Linked DNA regions of Mus musculus: all the other regions are linked to region 5. Evidence: chromatin contacts called from public Hi-C, HiChIP or PLAC-seq and promoter capture Hi-C data. All regions are on one chromosome and are shown on one strand. Each heading gives the region's core, a stretch centred on a gene start, on an enhancer-like site or on the middle of the called end of the contact. The rest is flanking DNA. Distances are from core to core; before and after follow the strand shown.

Region 1 (3,078 bases), core at 223-2,722, 320 kb after region 5:
ATATCCTATGACCAATTACTTTAGTCCATACTTCTCCCTCTTTTTAGTTTTGGGTTAACTTCTGGTTGTCATGTGTTAGTCATGAACATATATTTACTTCTTTTTTTTCTCCTCCGACTATTCTTGATCTTTCACTTTTCCAAAACACACATTTTCTAATTTCTAGAAAGAAGCCTTCTGCTTTTAAAAAAATTATTATATTGACTCTACATATCCTCTCGAGAATTGATATATTTACCAGTAGTTTGTTAGTATGCTATATTTTTATTTTTGTTTTGAGATAGGGAATCGCTCTGTAGATCCTACTGACCTCAAACTCATATCACTTCTGCCTCTAGCTCCCAAGTGCTGGGAGGACAGCCCTTGAGCATACCAGGCTTACTTCTCACATATTTAGATGTCTCTCATGTCAGTATTTGTGAATTCCAGTCTATATGTTCTACATAACTTTTGAAAAATAGATTTATCAATAATTTCATGTACTTTGCTGCTGTCATAAATTTTTTCTAAAATAAAATTTTTAGTGTTCATATGTATGATTTAAATTGTTATCTTCCCAATGAGTTAAAATGAGAAAAGGCCTTTAAAAATATGTTAAAATGTCCTCATGTCTCCATGGAAATGTGCTTTATCGTAGCAATGTTTCTCTGCTCATTCTTTTCTTAGAAAAACATTATGGAAATTATTTCACTCTTTTTCAGGTATTATTTTCAAACCTCTTTTTTTTTTTTAATTCTTTTCAATTTTATTCCTTTTCTTCCTGAGATTTTAGTTCTCTCTCTTCTCTTTCCGCACCCCCTTTCTCTCTCTCTCTCTCTCTCTCTCTCTATCTCTCTCAATCAATGTGTGTGTGTGTGTGTGTGTGTGTGTTTGATTAAGATGGCTACTTCTGTGCTGCTTTGAGATGGAGAAAGTTGGGCAGGTCGGCCTCACAGCTCCAGGCTCTGTCTCTGTTTCACTTCTTTGTCTAGAGCAGGAACTTTGACTTTTCTATCACTGATGCTTTAGACCAGATATTCCCAGGGGACAGGTAACCTTATGTCCTGTAGGATGGTTAGTTGTATCCCTTGTCTTTTGAGGCTAGTTACATAACTCTGCCCCGGTTATGGTAACCAAAATAGTTTCCAAACATTATCAAATACCTTCAGTAGTCAGAATCATTCTAGACCTTTCCTCTGTTTCTCATGGCTTTGCTCTGTTTAGATTTCAGTGCCTGACAATTTTTTGCTTGTTATACAAGGGACTTTCCTTTAAAGTCTTTGAACTTTCAAAGGACTGCTTGCATTTGCTTTTAAATTATAGCTTGAGAAGGTTTCTACTAGAATTGTATACTACATCAATTGTATTCTACATCAACAGTGAACCTTCAGTTTGGAGGGAAAGAAGCAAAAAGCAGTAGTAGCTAGAGACCATTTGATCTCTGAGTATTGGATTCAAGGGCTGTCCTAGCTCTGTTTCCCTTTCTCCTATTCACTGTTTTGATACTGTGGCAATCTGGTGTTAGAGTTTGACCTTTACAGGTCAGAAAGGGTTCATGGAGGATACTCAGTGGTTTATGTGTATTTGTTGCCAGTGTTTGGTTTTGGTTTAGTTTAATCTACTTTATTCTCCTGGTTGTTCTGTCTCTTTTTGTGGGGCAAGTATTTACAGATTTAAAAAAAAAAAAATCATGGCAGTTTCATGGTCAAGTTGTCAGCAGCTCTCTGAATATGATATTAAAAACAAATCTTAAATGAGACTTTTGGCTGGTTATAAATAGACTATGGGGAGGCCAAAGAAGGAGAAGCTGAAGAACAAAAGAGATTGAGAATTGATAGAGTTGCTTGTGCTCCTGAGGCACAGCAGGATTGGATATAAAAGTATTGGTAGAGGGAATAGATTTGAACATAGCAAGAAGGAAATAGGTGAGATTTCCTTCAGTAATATTAATTTGTAAGTCTTAGCAAGATGAAGAATTGAATCTGGTATTTTTAATTTTCTTAGGTTTTTCCCTTTTTTCTTTGAGACAGGGTCTCATGTAGCCTAGGCTGTTCTGGAATTCCCTATGAAGCAAAGGATGGCCTTGAACTCCTTGATCCTCCTACCTTCATCTGAGTGCTGGGATTTGCAGATGTGCACAACTACGCTTGGCTTTTCTTAGAAAATTTTAATGTGAGCTTATCTGCAAGAGAAAGTAAGTTTAGGGGCCTTGAAGAAGGCAGTAAACATTTTGGAATGGAGTAGTGAAAAGTGGGAACAGTATTAACCAGAGACATCAGAATAAAGGCTAAGGATACAAAGCTAGGCCAACCCTTACACCATACATTTGAAAGACTCTACTTTCTAAAAAGCTTAGCTTTGTCTTTCTGTATATGTTAGGTTTAAATTTTAAAGAGAAGGCAGTGTTGTACTGCCTTCAGGTAGACATCTTGCAGCACAGGAATTAGAGCATGAGGGGTAACTTTGCTACTCCATGATATAACGGAGGAGTTCAGAGATGCATTCTGGGATAGTGGTTGTATAGGGAAGGACATCAGGATCACTTAGGTGCTGATGGGTTGGAAGAAAAAGGAGGTCTCAAGGAATTCCTGACTAGGTCTAGAGAAGATATTTTAGAGGTGGGGGTGATAAGAAAATGAGTTGAATGGGAAATTAAAGCGGAAGCAGTATATTAGAATTTAAAATACCAGGACTAGAATACATAGCTATGAGAGTATACCAGTGGAAAATATTATATTAAAAAAAATTCAGAAGAATATGTTGTGATACATGTAGCTCAGTACATATAAGGGTATTGCTTACCATCCTATCATCCTATGTGACAGTGAGAGTTGGTGTGAAGCGATAATGTTAACTACGTAGGTGCCTAAACAAAGGAAGATCAGCAGAGGCCAACCTCATCTCAAGACATCAGGGTTCCAAGAAAGCTATGAAAGGTAGAGGGTAGTTTGTGTGAATATAAAAGACTTCCTAAAATCTGTTCCATGCAGTATTATTTATTCCACAGTGTGACTGTTAGAGGTTGAGCAAACTTCTCAAAAGGGACCTGTAGTGAATATTTTAGAATATGTCATGTGTATGTGGTTCCTGTTGCATATT
Region 2 (3,117 bases), core at 344-2,843, 400 kb after region 5:
TCTACCAACACAGATGACATTCACACCTGAACGTATCACTTTGTCCGAGGAAGAAAGAGAAGAAAACGAGTCTGTTTCTACCGATTCTGCTTTTGTATCTGAGTATTCAGTCCTACAGGATTTGAACCATACACCAGAGAAGCTGGAAGTAGAGGCAGTTTCTGTATCTGATGTGAAATCTAGCAATGAACCTGCAGTCTTTTCAGAGGACGACGAGGAACGTGAGTCTTATTCCCCAGCTATGACCTCTGTATCTGAGCAGTCTCTTTCTCCATCCACCACTGAGAAGACATCTGCCATCCAGTCCCCACTCTTTTCAACAGTTTCACCAGTCCTGTCTGGAGATGAGGCCTCAGAGAGCGTGTGTCACTCACCAGAATCTGAATCTGCGGCTGAGTATTCTGTTCCAGCACATGCGCAAGAGTTGCTGTTGAAAACAGGTGACCACAAGCTCCCATTAAAGTCCCAACGTGTTTCTGAGCCCATCATTCAGGCAGAAGATGAGAAAGAAGATATTGGGCTACTTCCCCCAGCAGCACTGAGCCAGGCAGTTCTATCGGAAGATGAGAGTCTAGGAAGTGGAAGTTTCGCATCAGATTCAAAGCTGCCATTTAAACCCTCGGTTTCACAAAATGCAACACGGGAATCCCCCCAAAAAACAATAGATGACATGCCCCAATTCAAACCAAGAGGCCTTTCTGATCCTGCAACCCTGTTAGAAGAAGAAAAGGAAGCCATTGGAGTTGGGCTATCTTCATCCAATGAGGTCTCTGCAGTGGAATGCGCTCTCCCCCCACAAACCACTGAGCTGCTTTCTGAAAGCCATGCCCCACCTCCCTGGGCCATCTCATCCGAACAAGTGGTCCAATCAGAAGAAGGGAGCAGAGACCAGCAGCGGGGCTCATTCTCTTCCACACCAGAGCTTGGCCACACATCTCCTCTGCTTCTAAAGGGTGCCTCCTCACCCACAGGTCTATCAGAGCAAGGGCAGGAAGAGGACAATATTGGGCCCCTTTCCCCTGATTCTGCATTTGCGTCAGAATTCTCATTCTCACCCTATCCGACTCAGGAACTAGAGAAGAGAGAGCTGGGGCGGGATTCTCCACTGTGCTTAACGTCCCCCTCTGAGCAGACTGTTCTGTCTGATGAGGACACGGAAGAGGCTGACCTCTTTTCTCCGGATTCAGCATCACAGGTGTCAATCCCACCATACCGAATCGCAGAAACAGAGCAAAACAAGGTCGAGCCAGACGAATTACTACCTAGGAGGTCTGCTCCAGACTATCCCTACTTCTCAGAGGCAGATGAAGAAGAGGCGGGGTCCTCAGTGGTCACGCCTGTGCCTGAGCATTCTGAGCCATCGCAGGAGCGGGAGGAGTCTTCCCCTTGTAGGCCTGTGTTCGAAGATCTGAGCCTGCTACCTTCGGCAGATAAGACCGGCCAAGCAGAAACTATGTCAGATGTTCCAACAATTTCAACCTCTGTGTCTGAATATCTCATCCTGGCACAGCAGGAGAAAACTCAGGCATCTTTGGAGCCTGAGGCTGAAGATTTGGTACCACCACCAACCAGTGGATGGGAGAAGAGAGATGCAAAGAGTAGTCTGCCAGCAGTTACAATAGCAGCTTCCTCTTCTGCACTCTCATCAGTGGTAAAGGAAGAAACCACATCCGTTTTGCCCACCTCTCAGCCCTCAGTTTCACCCGAGTCAACCTGTGTGCTTAAGCCAGAGCAGGAGCCCACAGCACCTCTCACTCTAACAAGTGCAGATGAACAGATGGCTTTGCCCAGAGTCGGAAGGGAAAAAGCTGTGCTGGATTCTCAAGAAGCGACAGCACACAAATCGCAGGATCAGACACCAGAGCCTCGGCTCCCAAATGTTCCAGGGTCTGGGATGAAATATTCAGTTTTGTCTGACTTGGGAGATGAGCCAAAGGCGGATGTCAAACTCAATTTAGCTCCAACTGTGACTTCTGAACTAGAACAGAGAATGTTGTCAAAGAATGAGCCTGAAGTGGCAAAACCACACTCACCTCCAGAGGAAACATCTATTTCTGGACCTAAGGTTTTATCTGCAGTGAAAACGGAAGTGAAACAGGAGTCCAAAATAACCAGGGAACTTCCTGCGGCTTCATCGGGGAGAGAGAGGGGAGCAGAACACAGTCCACCTGCACCACCTGCACTTCCAGCATTGATGGAAGAGATGGGGAAAGACACAGAAGCCAGCTCTTCTGCCACCACAGTGCCAGTAACTAAGCTTGATTCAAATTCAACTAAATTAGGCAGGGATGAAGTCCTGACAGATCCATCTCTTGCCAGCCCTGTGGAACACCCAGGCTTAAAGGGAGTAGGGAAGAGCGAGTTAGGCAGTGGTTTGCCTTTGCCCAGCATGTCTACCTCAGAGGTGTTAAGGCCTGAACCCAAACTTCCTGTCAACTCAGGGGTTGAGGTAGAGAGAGAAGACAACGAGCCACCTCCATTGCAAGTGTCACCCACATCCAAACCCACGGTGCCAAATGACAAACACGAGGAGATAACAAGGTCTCCTGATTCTGAAAATGTAGTTTCAGATGATTTAGCTCCAACATTACTGGCCCTCAGACATGAGATGAACAGGCAAGCAGAGGAGACATCTTCTCCAGTGCCGGGGAGTTTCCTGTCAGGAGAGCAAGAGCTTATAAAGCTCCCCCCAGAGCCTGAGAAGCACAAACAGTTATCAGAAGTACCAACTGCTGGGTCAGAACTCATTGATAGTAGAGATAGAGATAGATCCTTAGGTATAGAACCAGTAAAACCCATCGGAACGGAACCAGGGCCTTCTATCTTAGAAAAGGGCCCCGCTGAGCTTCAGAGAAGAGGAAAAGAACAAGAAGAAAACAGGAAGCTTCCTGTGCCTGCCTCAGCTCCATTAGAGACTGCTTCTTTTGACCTCCCCATTGAGCAAAAAGAGCCTAAACGGACCCTTCATGAGGGCCAAGCTGTTGAGGTGCCTGATGAGAGCAGCTCTTCTGCAGATAAGCCAGAGCTGGGTGTTAAACAATTGGCAGAGAAGAAGGAGAATTTGGAGCAACCCAAGCCATTTGTGACAACTGAGCGTGCCAGTGTTACAGGATCAAA
Region 3 (3,411 bases), core at 560-3,059, 260 kb after region 5:
ATAGCAAATGCTCGAGCAATGCTCTAGCTGGACACGCATCTGACAGACGTGACTCAATACACTAAGGACACATCTGTGTAGTCTTTTTTACTGTACGGTCATCACAATGGCCAGGAAATGGAAACAACCAAAGTGTTTGTCAGCTGATGATATAGAAAATGTGGTTCTGTGGACTAGTCTCTGAAGAAAAGATCGAATCTTGTCATCGTCAATGAGGTTAGAGATCATTATGTGCAGTGAAATACAGCAAGCACACAAAGACTAATACTACATTACATCATTTTACCTATATGTGAATAAAAAAGGTTGACCACAGGCTGGGGAAATAGTTCAGTCTACCAAGAGCCCGACTTGGAAGTTGAGAACCTGAGCTTGATTCCCAGAACCCTGGTGAAAGCAGTGAAAGGTGGGGTTGGTGGCATGCCCCTGTAATCTGAGCCTTGGGTGGACTGAGACAGGTGAGTCCCTGAAGCTGAATGGCTGGCCATCTTAACTGCTTCCCCTTACTGAGAAACCTTGTCTCAAAAAAAAAAAAAAAAAAAAAAAAAAAAAAAAAAAAAAGAGGTAGAGAGCAACTAAAGAAAGCAATAACATCTGATGTTGACCTTAGCCATCTACACCCCTCTTCCCCCCACACACCATACACACATACCACACACACACACACCATACACACACACAAAATACACACACACATCACACACTACACACACACCATACACACACACATCACACACTACACACACACACATCACACACATACCATATACAGACCACACACACACATACCATACACACACACACTACACACACAACACACATCACATACACACCATACATACACACACACACATCACACACATACCATACATACACCACACACACACATACCATACACACATATACCACACACATCACACATCACACATCACATACCACACACACATACCACACTCACACCACACATACACCCACATACCTCACAGACTGACAAGAATGGAATGGTGATTGCTAGAGATGAGAGGGGAGAAGGGAGATGATGAAACTCGGTCAGTAGGTACCAAGGTATAACTAGAGTAAGAAGTACTGGTGTGCTGTTGTAGTAGGGTTACTGTAGAAAGAAAATATTGCTGCATACTTCAAAAAGGTATAAGAAATGATTTCTGAGTGTTTTACTATAAAATTGTAAATATTTGAGGAGTCATGTTTAAGTTGAGCTAAACATTTTACAATATATACATATATTGAAACATCACAGAGTTCCCCATAATGCATACAACGTGTATGGTTTCATGTACCAGTATGTACTTATATGGTTTTATATTTTATTAACAATAAATTTGCCTTAGAAAAGGAGAGTAAAGGGTGTATTGCAGTGGTAGAGCTCTGCCAAGAATATGCAAGGAAATGCGCCACATAGTACAAAACACCAGTTTGATCCCCAGTATCACACAAAAAAAGTATTTACAAAAAAGTTAATGCAAAATAATAACTGTATTACTAAAAAACACAATTATTCAAAACATACTTATGTGAAACAGAAACTTTTAGTTTAAACGTATTTTTAAGAACAACTATAACTTCAAAATATCTTTGGTTTTTATATTGTTTAATTTTAATTGTTAAATGTATTTATAGCTCAGGGAAATTTTTGAGTCAGTAACCACCATTCTAAAGCTTGCTTCTCTAATTGCAGTGCTAGAGGCCACCACAAGGGGGCATGCAAAACTGTTGTTTCCAGGAGTGCTTCTGAAGTCACTGAATCAGACTGTTGTCAGAGCTCAAATGACCCAAAGGTCATCAAACCCACACTTTTGAACATGAAACTGAAACTCAGAAAGAAACCTAGTTTGTCTGGTATCACATGGCTATCCATAAATAGGGACAGAGCAGGCACTGAACGTACAGCTCAGTGGTAGAATATAGGAGCTCTGGGCTCAGTATACACACACACACACACACACACACACACAATACCGCACTGTAAACAGAGATATCCTTGATGTCATTTGGTTTCTCTTGTCTAGCACCAATTCAGTTCCTCTTCAACAGCATCCCTTGGCAAACGTCTGCCATCTTTGATAAATATCTATCCTTCCAGCCCATAGAAGCCAAGAAACCTGGGGGAAGTTTCTTGAATGCCTTCCTGGAATAATAGATAATAAGTAACATTCTAGAGCCCAAAATAGCGTGTGCTCTTCCCACTGAATCAGTTTCAGCAAGGAAACCATCATTGTCACCATCGAATGCACACTCTGAGGGCACTGTAGCTTCTGTCTCTTTGCTTCAGGAGCTCCTTTCGATCACTGTTACTATTTGTCTATCTATGGTAGATAAGCAAACCCTGTGTGTATTGATGTTGAACAGTTTACTTTGACTCACTGTAGAAAGGATGGTCTAGGAGATGTGGAATATGCAATGTCTCATCAATTAAATTTTTTTTGTAGCTGGAACATTTAGAAATCTCACTAATCTTCAAATATACAATTTATTATGAACTGTAGCTACCATCATGTAGAACAGCTCTCCTACTTATTCCTTCTAACTGAAAAATCTATCTTGATTTACTAAATCTCCCCACTTAGGTTTTTACTCTAGGACTTGTCCATACACACAGCAAGACCCATGCATAGAATTGTTTTATAGCAGTGTTGTTCATAAAGAGACAACTGAACAGTTTAAGTGTTCACCATCAGTTGAGCGGGTACCTAAACGTGGTCTACTCACAGTGCTAAATACTATGGAGTAGCAAAGCTGAATGAATTATACTTTAGTGTATCAACGGTTGAAGAACTAACACCGTGAACAAGTTACACATAATCCCACATACATACACTGCAAGCCAGGCAGAACGGGGTAACAAATGCATAGTGGTACACATAAATAATTTTAAAAATTAGAAGTAAGGAATGATTAAACAAGTTTTAATGTCTTAGTTACCCAGAAAAGAAGGAAAGGGGCATCAAGCATAAAAGAAACGTTGAAGATACTGACAGTATTACTTTATAATTCTTAAGATGCATCGTAGAGACTTTTAAATTTTTAATTTTATGTTCTTGTTTTAATGCCACACACACTCCCATTGGACTACAAGAAAGCTACGAATGGCAGGCAAAAATTTAGAAGGTAGTGGAGCTGGAAAGAGGAGCGTCCTCTTGTGCCACCACCCCCCTTCAATATTTCCCATGTTTAGGCTTGCAAGCTTAATTCAGTTCTGAGGACAGATGGCAGGGGAGCGAGGCTTGGGGACCATCTTTGAATCAAACGAGAGTGTAACCTTTTGATTGTCAATGGTACTGGGCTGGCAGATATCTGAGCAGAGGCAGCAGAGCTGGGGGCTTTTCCAGAGAGTTTATATCAGAGCAGAGAAGGACCCGTTAAGGGTCTGAAAGCAAAGCAACTAGAAAGAGC
Region 4 (3,323 bases), core at 798-3,297, 510 kb after region 5:
CTCTGGGTATTAACATATGACCTTCCATCTGAAGCTTCCAGCTGAAAGGAAGATTATGTGTGGGCGTGTATCCCATCTCTTGTCTTCCTGTGAGCTCTCAGGACAGTGTTTCCTCCTAGGAATCTTTCCCTACAGTTTGACAGAGCACATGCACAGCAGGGTCAGAGAGATATTCAAATATGAGTGCTTGATACATCTTTCCCTCAGGCCTGCATCCTCTGGAGGAAGTGATGGATACTAAAAATATGTTGCAATGCAGAGGCCTTCTAAGAAAAGTCCTGGCCAGCTGGACCCATGATTACTCTTCTACTTGCTTAAAGCATGTCTAGACAGAAAAAACAAAACCTGTCCAGATACTGAAAGGCAGCTGTCTGATGGGGAATTTTGGTGGTGGTTTCTTTATTTTGATAGACCATCTAATGAAGACAGAAATGTTCTCTCTGGCAGGTCATTGTCCTCTGAGACTTGCTGGGGGAGGGCTCTCTTAGTTGCTAAGATTTTATATCTGCTTTTCTCTAGGGAGGGCAGACCATGGTACCATTTGTCTAAATAATTCTGGGAGCATCCTCTGCAGTTACCTCCTGATATGCTATTGCGGTCCAAGGACCTGTAATCCAAGCACTCTGTTTAAAATGTTTATTAGAGAAACTAATTAATAAAACACCCATCCCCCCCCCCAAACAGAGGAGTAAACAATTCAGGAGACCGAGAAGCTAGACTTTAGGGGAAGACTTCCTGTGTAAGCCTTGCTGCTAACAGCCCTAGGTTTCTTGTTTTCAATAGATCATTTGGATTTTAAAACTAGCACACAGAAAGATAAGTTATAATCCATAATTTGAGAGAGCTTTATCATCAAGTGCTCAGAACACTACGAAAACAGGGTGGTTTGTTTAATCTTCAATCCTGGGCATCAAACTCGGGGCCCTGTTTATACCAGGCCAGTGCCCACCTGTGAGCTATCTGTTTGGTCTGGAGCTCTCTGGACTGGGTCTCACCATTTAGCTAAGGCTGGCATTGGTATTGCAAAGTTGGCACAAACTCCAGATCCTCCTGCCTCAGCCTACTGAATGCTGGCATTGGCAGATGTGTGCCAGTGCACCCAGAGAAAAGCAGATTCCTAAAATAAAACCTGCACAGCAGACACAACTGAGAGTGGGCGCACTCTAATCAGGGTGGGGGGAAGGAGGCTCAGGAGCTCCGGGCCTCCTCTTAGGAGATGCACCAAACCAACAGAGGTGGGAAGGAGGTGGGTTGCTCCCGAGGAGAGAACTGCGGAAAGGACGTCCAGAACTGCTTGGTTTTGAGGCCTTTCATAACCGGCTGCCTTATGTTGCTGTAATTTCCAACACCACAGCAACAGCCTTCCGCTCCATTGGAGCTGGGCATTGCTGAGAACAGTAAGCTCGGCGGCTCAGAAGTGATCACTCTGATCCCTTACAGGAGACACCAAACTGACGATCAGGCGGAAACAACAGGATTACCAGCAGCTCCTACAGCCACACTGAACAGGAAGCAGTTCTAGGTGCAGGCAAAGCTGGATAAAGGAGCTCTAATTGGTTTTTAAAAGGGGGGCAGGGTGGGTAGAATATATAAATTCATGTCATTGAAAATCCCAAGGAGGCCCAGGCTTGCATTATTATTTTTACTCTCTTCCTATCATCCTTTTTTTAAATGACAATATGCCTCTGTTCTAGCTCCTCCAACAGAAGAATTTCTCTCCTAATTCCACCGACTCTGCAGTTGGCTGATGGTATAGCTGCTCTCACTGTCTACCTCTAAGCTGATCTCTATGGTCAACATGTCATTCTACTCTGATGTTGAGAACTGAGTCCACACTCATTTTGAGTCACAAGGAGAGAAAACAACACTTAAGCCCCCGGAGCTGAAAACAGGACAGGCTGGGCTGCCCACAGGATTGGGGACCACACAGTCTGCCCACAGGAGGACTGAGGCTGGGCTGCCCACAGGAGGAAGTGGGGCCGAAGCACAGGCAAGGTGAGGCCACTGGAGAGAGCAAGGCAGGCAGTTCAAGGAGAAATTAGATGTAGTCACCAGTGCACATGATCTGGAGAGGCTGGAGATGAAGTGAATGTCTGTGGACTCTAGACAGGGTGTCTGACTCATCTGTTCTCTGAAAGGTCAGAAATATGGGAGGGAGACAGATGGCTAGTGGATGCGAGGGTGAGTGGGAGTTTCAGAGACAGAGGCCAGGGGCTGTTGTCTATAGAAGTCTTTAGGGAAGGAAAGAACAACTTGCTGGGCCCAGATTCTGCCTGCTAGTTAACTGGATGAGGCGGCGTGCCCCACGCTGGGAGGACCGACATCAAGACTCTTCGCGTTTCTGTCCTCAAGGTCCCAAAAGAAGCTTGCAGCATAAATGCAAAGAGGGAAAGGGAAGAAAGAGTTCCTGACTCCCAGACTTTAGAGAGGGACAGGCAACGGTGAGGAGCTGACACTGTCATAAGCATCACGGAGGGGATGCCGGGAATGCCGGCGTCAGTCCAAGATCCAGAGAGGTTTTCCAGGGAAGGGGGTGCCGGAGTTCAGCTCTTTTAGGAAGCATTATGAAGAGATGAGGGGACAGGAAAGAGCCACACAGTTTCTTACTGGGCTCACCAGTGGGTCCCAGGGCCTCACACAGGAGCTTCTGAAAATGTTCACAGGCACCGCACAATTAGGCATCACTGGAGGTCACTGTAGCCCCAGGCTTGCTATGGTGTGGGAGAGAAATGGATGGAGTCAGCGGCAGAAACAAGGCAGGTGAAGAGAGACCCAAGAAAAGACAAAGAGAGTAGGTGGCTGCACAAGCAGATTCGAGGAAAAGGTGGGAGTTTGGGGACGCCCCCACTTTCCAGGGCACACCTATTGCAGAGCCCATTTCTACCCTTCCAGCCTAGAATGCCTCCCCACATCACCCGAGCCTGTTGCAGCCAGCAGAAACAGGCAAGGTAACAAAACGCAACACAAGCAGATAAGAACCTGGGGAAAAACAGTCACTTCTGAAATACCACAGCTTTTCTTTCAGAGACAGGCGATTAAAAATAAGGCGGAAAAGAATACCCCAAACCACGGACAGTGAGCGTCCAAAGTGGCAAAGTCTGTGTATAACACTGCCCTCTGCTGGCCATAGCTGGACCTGCAGCTGAATGGCAGAGGCACCTGGTGAATTGGGCTTTGAGTCACCTGTCCTGCTCTTAAGAAAGAACTGATTCCGCAGCTTTGGCTTGTAAAGTTTCTAGTTGACTGTTCTAATAAGGTTTCTAAAAACCTTAAGGGAATCGATGAGGGTTTGTTTGTTTTGCATTTTGATGTACGTGTAATGG
Region 5 (3,121 bases), core at 185-2,684:
GGAGTGGGCCACCATACTTGGGTCTCTCCCAGCGTTTTCAAAGGTGCTTTTGATTTGCACGGAAGAGCTGACACATATGTACAAGCTTTGAAAATATGCAGCTCATTATAAGAATTCCAAAAGGTTGAAGTCATTTTTATCTTTTTCTGAATCTTGCTGTGTGTGTGTGTGTGTGTGTGTTTGGTCCAAGAGTAGGCATGGGTTTCAAAGCAGATGTTTAAAGTTTAAAATGTTCAGCAAGGCGGTGGTGGCACACGCCTTTAATCCCAGCACTTGGGAGGCAGAGACAGGCAGATATCTTAGTCCGAGGCCAGCCTGGTCTACAAAGTGAGTTCCAGGACAGCCAGGGCTACACAGAGAAACCCTGTCTCCAAAAAACCAAAACCAAAACAAAAAAAAAAGTTCAGCCAAGAGATAGGTCTAAAACTTTTGACTATCAATTTAGATGTCAGGCCAATACAAAACTGTGTGTAGCTGACAACGTGAGGGTGACTCAGATGATTTTCACACGTTTTAGAAATGTGGCTTAAAGTAAAAGAACTAATTCCTATTATACATTAGTGCCTGCTTGATGCCTTAGACACTGACAGGAAAGATGACGCCAATAATATAAAGTGGATTATAAACCTACTAGACAATATTAGGAATGTTTCAACACAATTTAGTATGAATAATTGGATTTTTCTGGCTGGTTTTTGAAACAAGGTCTTTTGTAGCCCCTGCTGGCCTTGAATTACCATATCTGGTTGCCTCTACTCACCAAGTGTTGGGATTATAGTTATGCACTGCCTTGCCAGGCTGATAAAAACTTTTTGTTTGTGCTTTCTGGGAACTCTGATAACTGAATACAATGTCAAAACTTTAGTGCAGTGACTGCCCAAAGAGATTCTCAGAACAGTACACAACGAGGAAAGCCGAAGCAATAAAAGAAGGATAAATTGAGACAAATGTTCACGCTCTTTAGGACGTGACTGAATTTTCCTACTGTTTTCGTATTCTCCTGAGTTGTTTTGCATACATGTCTAACTTAAATTGTGTCTGAAGGATGTCAGGGGAGAATGGAACCCTTTGGCTTAGCCTTGTAAAGCAAGGCAGAGTTCCCGGACTGTTTAGGACGCGTCTGAACACAGTTGGCGATCCAGATTCACTTAGGGTGAAGGAGGGCTACATCAAGGTCCTTGAACAAAGTCTCAGAGTCCCTCTGCCTTTGCTCCTCTTGCCGGGGGTTCAAAGCAACCTGTGCGGCCGGGCACACCAGTCTCTCATCTTGCAGAAAAGCGTCATCCCGCAGCCACAGACTCCGGGCCGGGAAAAAGGGGGCAGGGCTGGGGCCAGGAACGCGGCGGCGCGCAGGCGCGGCTGGAGGGACGCGGAGGGGGGCGGGGCGCCGCCGGGCGGGCGGGACGCGCGCCGCCGCTCCCGTTGCCGCTGCTGCCGCCGCCGCGTCAGCAGCGTGCCGCACGTGCCCGTGTTTACGTCCCTCGTGGAGCCGCAGACGTCACAGCCGAATGGCAACATTGTGGCGACGCTGAGACTAGCGCTTTAGGAGTCTGCTTTCTGGTTCTGGTTCTGGCTGGCTGGGCGCTGTTGGCCGGGGGCAGAGGGGCGGCGGGGAGGTAGGCCCCGGCGGGCGAGCGGCGGACGCGCGCCTCAGCACGCAGCCCCGCGGCTCCGCGCAGGCCGGTCCGGCGGCCCAGGGCCCTGCGCTGCGGCAGCGAGCGGCTTGTAAACAGATCCGGCCGCACGTGACCATGTGAACTACCTGCTCCGGGCCGCGTATTGTCTCTTCTGAGAGCCGCACCACAAAGGAGCCGGTGGGTGAGCGGCCGGCGCGCTAAGATGGCTGCAGGCGCCCCGCAAGGGTGAGCTGGGGGCGCGGCCACCGCGGAGACTCGGCCGGGCGGGCGACCCCCCTCGCCGGGCACCGGAGCTACCATGTCGTTCGCGCTGGAGGAGACACTCGAGTCCGACTGGGTGGCGGTGCGGCCCCACGTATTCGACGAGCGCGAGAAGCACAAGTTTGTGTTCATTGTGGCCTGGAACGAGATCGAAGGCAAGTTTGCTATAACCTGTCACAACCGGACGGCCCAGAGACAGAGGAGCGGTTCCCGGGAACAGGCGGGGACGCCCGCGTCTGATGGGAGTCGCGGTCCGGGCAGCCCCGCGGCCAGGGGTCGGTCAGAGGCCGCTGCCTCTGCTACAGCAGCGCTCCGGAGTCCCGGGCCACGGAAAAGCCAGGCCTGGGCCGAGGGCGGCTCTCCGCGCAGCGCGCGCAGCCTGAAGGGGGATCCTCCTCGGGGTCCCGCGGGCAGAGGACCGGAGAGTCCTCTCCGTAGCCCCGCGCGGGCTAAGGCCAGCCCGCTCCGCAGAAGCGCCGAATCCCGAGATGCGACCGCCAGTGCCACGCCAGCCCCGCCGGCGCCCCCGGTGCCCCCGGTGTCGTCGGTGCGGGTGGTGAGTGCCTCCGGGGCGGTCTCCGAGGAGATCGAGGTCCTGGAAATGGTGAGGGAGGACGAGGCGCCACAGCCGCTCCCGGACTCGGAGCAGCCGCCGTCTGCCGCGGAGCTGGAGTCTCCGGCCGAAGAATGCAGCTGGGCCGGGCTTTTCTCCTTCCAGGATCTGCGAGCCGTGCATCAGCAGCTGTGCTCGGTAAACTCCCAGCTGGAGCCGTGTCTGCCGGTGTTCCCCGAAGAGCCGTCAGGCATGTGGACGGTGCTGTTTGGGGGCGCCCCCGAGATGACCGAGCAGGAGATCGACGCTCTATGTTACCAACTCCAGGTATACCTGGGCCACGGCCTGGACACGTGTGGCTGGAAGATCCTTTCTCAGGTTCTTTTCACCGAGACGGATGATCCGGAGGAGTATTACGAAAGCCTCAGCGAGCTGCGGCAGAAGGGCTATGAAGAGGTGCTTCAGCGGGCCAGGAGGCGCATCCAGGAGGTGAGTGCGGAGTCCGAGCAGCGGTCCTAGTTTTCACGTCTCACTGCCAAGTGTTGGAGCCTGGGTTTGGGGTCTGCGAAGTGTCTTCTTTTCTAGCCGCGGGAAAAGGAAGAACAGGAGGGCTCCTGATCGGCTTTCTTTACTTATCTCAGCGATGGATCTTTGGGAAGTTTTGAGTTTT

What was found. Promoter capture Hi-C pulls out the DNA fragments that hold promoters and counts their contacts. A called contact is a pair of places that touch in the nucleus more often than the background predicts. HiChIP or PLAC-seq counts read pairs in DNA pulled down with a chosen protein or histone mark.
Region 1: a contact with region 5 is called in a promoter capture Hi-C map of liver, with 2.8 times the contacts expected there. The contact joins the enhancer-like site here to the promoter of Jmy in region 5. A contact is called at or near these places in 8 of 39 promoter capture datasets (the 3T3-L1 cell line, 3T3-L1-derived adipocytes, the C10 cell line and 3 more), 12 of 484 Hi-C or Micro-C datasets (CD8 T cells, the G1E-ER4 cell line, LSK cells and 9 more) and 6 of 115 datasets of contacts at active chromatin or transcription factors (the 230-238 cell line, astrocytes, embryonic stem cells and 3 more).
Region 2: a promoter capture Hi-C map of pre-B cells shows a contact between it and region 5, with 5 times the contacts expected there. The contact joins the promoter of A630019I02Rik here to the promoter of Jmy in region 5. A contact is called at or near these places in 9 of 39 promoter capture datasets (the C10 cell line, the HPC-7 cell line, embryonic stem cells and 4 more), 1 of 484 Hi-C or Micro-C datasets (Th1 cells) and 3 of 115 datasets of contacts at active chromatin or transcription factors (memory CD8 T cells, regulatory T cell precursor and thymic regulatory T cells).
Region 3: a contact with region 5 is called in a Hi-C map of bone marrow-derived macrophages, with 5 times the contacts expected there. The contact joins the enhancer-like site here to the promoter of Jmy in region 5. A contact is called at or near these places in 4 of 39 promoter capture datasets (the C10 cell line, HPC-7-derived erythroid cells, fetal liver and 1 more), 4 of 484 Hi-C or Micro-C datasets (the N1E-115 cell line, bone marrow-derived macrophages, macrophages and 1 more), 6 of 115 datasets of contacts at active chromatin or transcription factors (the 230-238 cell line, T-cell acute lymphoblastic leukemia, bone marrow-derived macrophages and 3 more) and 1 of 9 other capture datasets (macrophages).
Region 4: an H3K4me3 HiChIP or PLAC-seq map of pro-B cells shows a contact between it and region 5, with 5 times the contacts expected there. The contact joins the enhancer-like site here to the promoter of Jmy in region 5. A contact is called at or near these places in 9 of 39 promoter capture datasets (the 3T3-L1 cell line, the C10 cell line, hippocampal neurons and 3 more), 1 of 15 datasets of contacts at CTCF or cohesin (large pre-B cells), 7 of 484 Hi-C or Micro-C datasets (embryonic fibroblasts, embryonic stem cells, muscle stem cells and 2 more), 16 of 115 datasets of contacts at active chromatin or transcription factors (the 230-238 cell line, T-cell acute lymphoblastic leukemia, astrocytes and 10 more) and 2 of 9 other capture datasets (embryonic stem cells and liver).

Annotation. Positions count from the first base shown.
Region 1 is chr13:93,176,190-93,179,267 of GRCm38.p6, reverse strand. All of the region lies in intron 4 of Tent2 (terminal nucleotidyltransferase 2), which reads left to right. Among named protein-coding and RNA genes, the nearest start is that of Tent2, 15 kb to the left of the region's middle. Within about 2 kb of position 1,472, at least 6 of the 459 cell types and tissues checked have an H3K27ac peak or open chromatin away from gene starts, as enhancers often do. A contact at or near this core is called in liver, where this site is marked.
Region 2 is chr13:93,093,309-93,096,425 of GRCm38.p6, reverse strand. It overlaps A630019I02Rik (RIKEN cDNA A630019I02 gene), which reads right to left and starts at 1,593. Exons shown (of 4, transcript NR_046182.1): 1 at 1,263-1,593; 2 at 687-712; 3 at 375-571. It overlaps Cmya5 (cardiomyopathy associated 5), which reads left to right. Exons shown (of 13, transcript NM_023821.3): 2 at 1-3,117.
Region 3 is chr13:93,241,674-93,245,084 of GRCm38.p6, reverse strand. No RefSeq gene overlaps it. Among named protein-coding and RNA genes, the nearest start is that of Gm41020, 45 kb to the right of the region's middle. Within about 2 kb of position 1,809, at least 40 of the 459 cell types and tissues checked have an H3K27ac peak or open chromatin away from gene starts, as enhancers often do. A contact at or near this core is called in bone marrow-derived macrophages and macrophages, where this site is marked.
Region 4 is chr13:92,986,700-92,990,022 of GRCm38.p6, reverse strand. No RefSeq gene overlaps it. Among named protein-coding and RNA genes, the nearest start is that of Gm41019, 17 kb to the left of the region's middle. Within about 2 kb of position 2,047, at least 40 of the 459 cell types and tissues checked have an H3K27ac peak or open chromatin away from gene starts, as enhancers often do. A contact at or near this core is called in hippocampal neurons, pro-B cells and uterus, where this site is marked.
Region 5 is chr13:93,498,121-93,501,241 of GRCm38.p6, reverse strand. It overlaps Jmy (junction-mediating and regulatory protein), which reads left to right and starts at 1,434. Exons shown (of 11, transcript NM_021310.3): 1 at 1,434-2,940. The coding sequence starts at 1,936.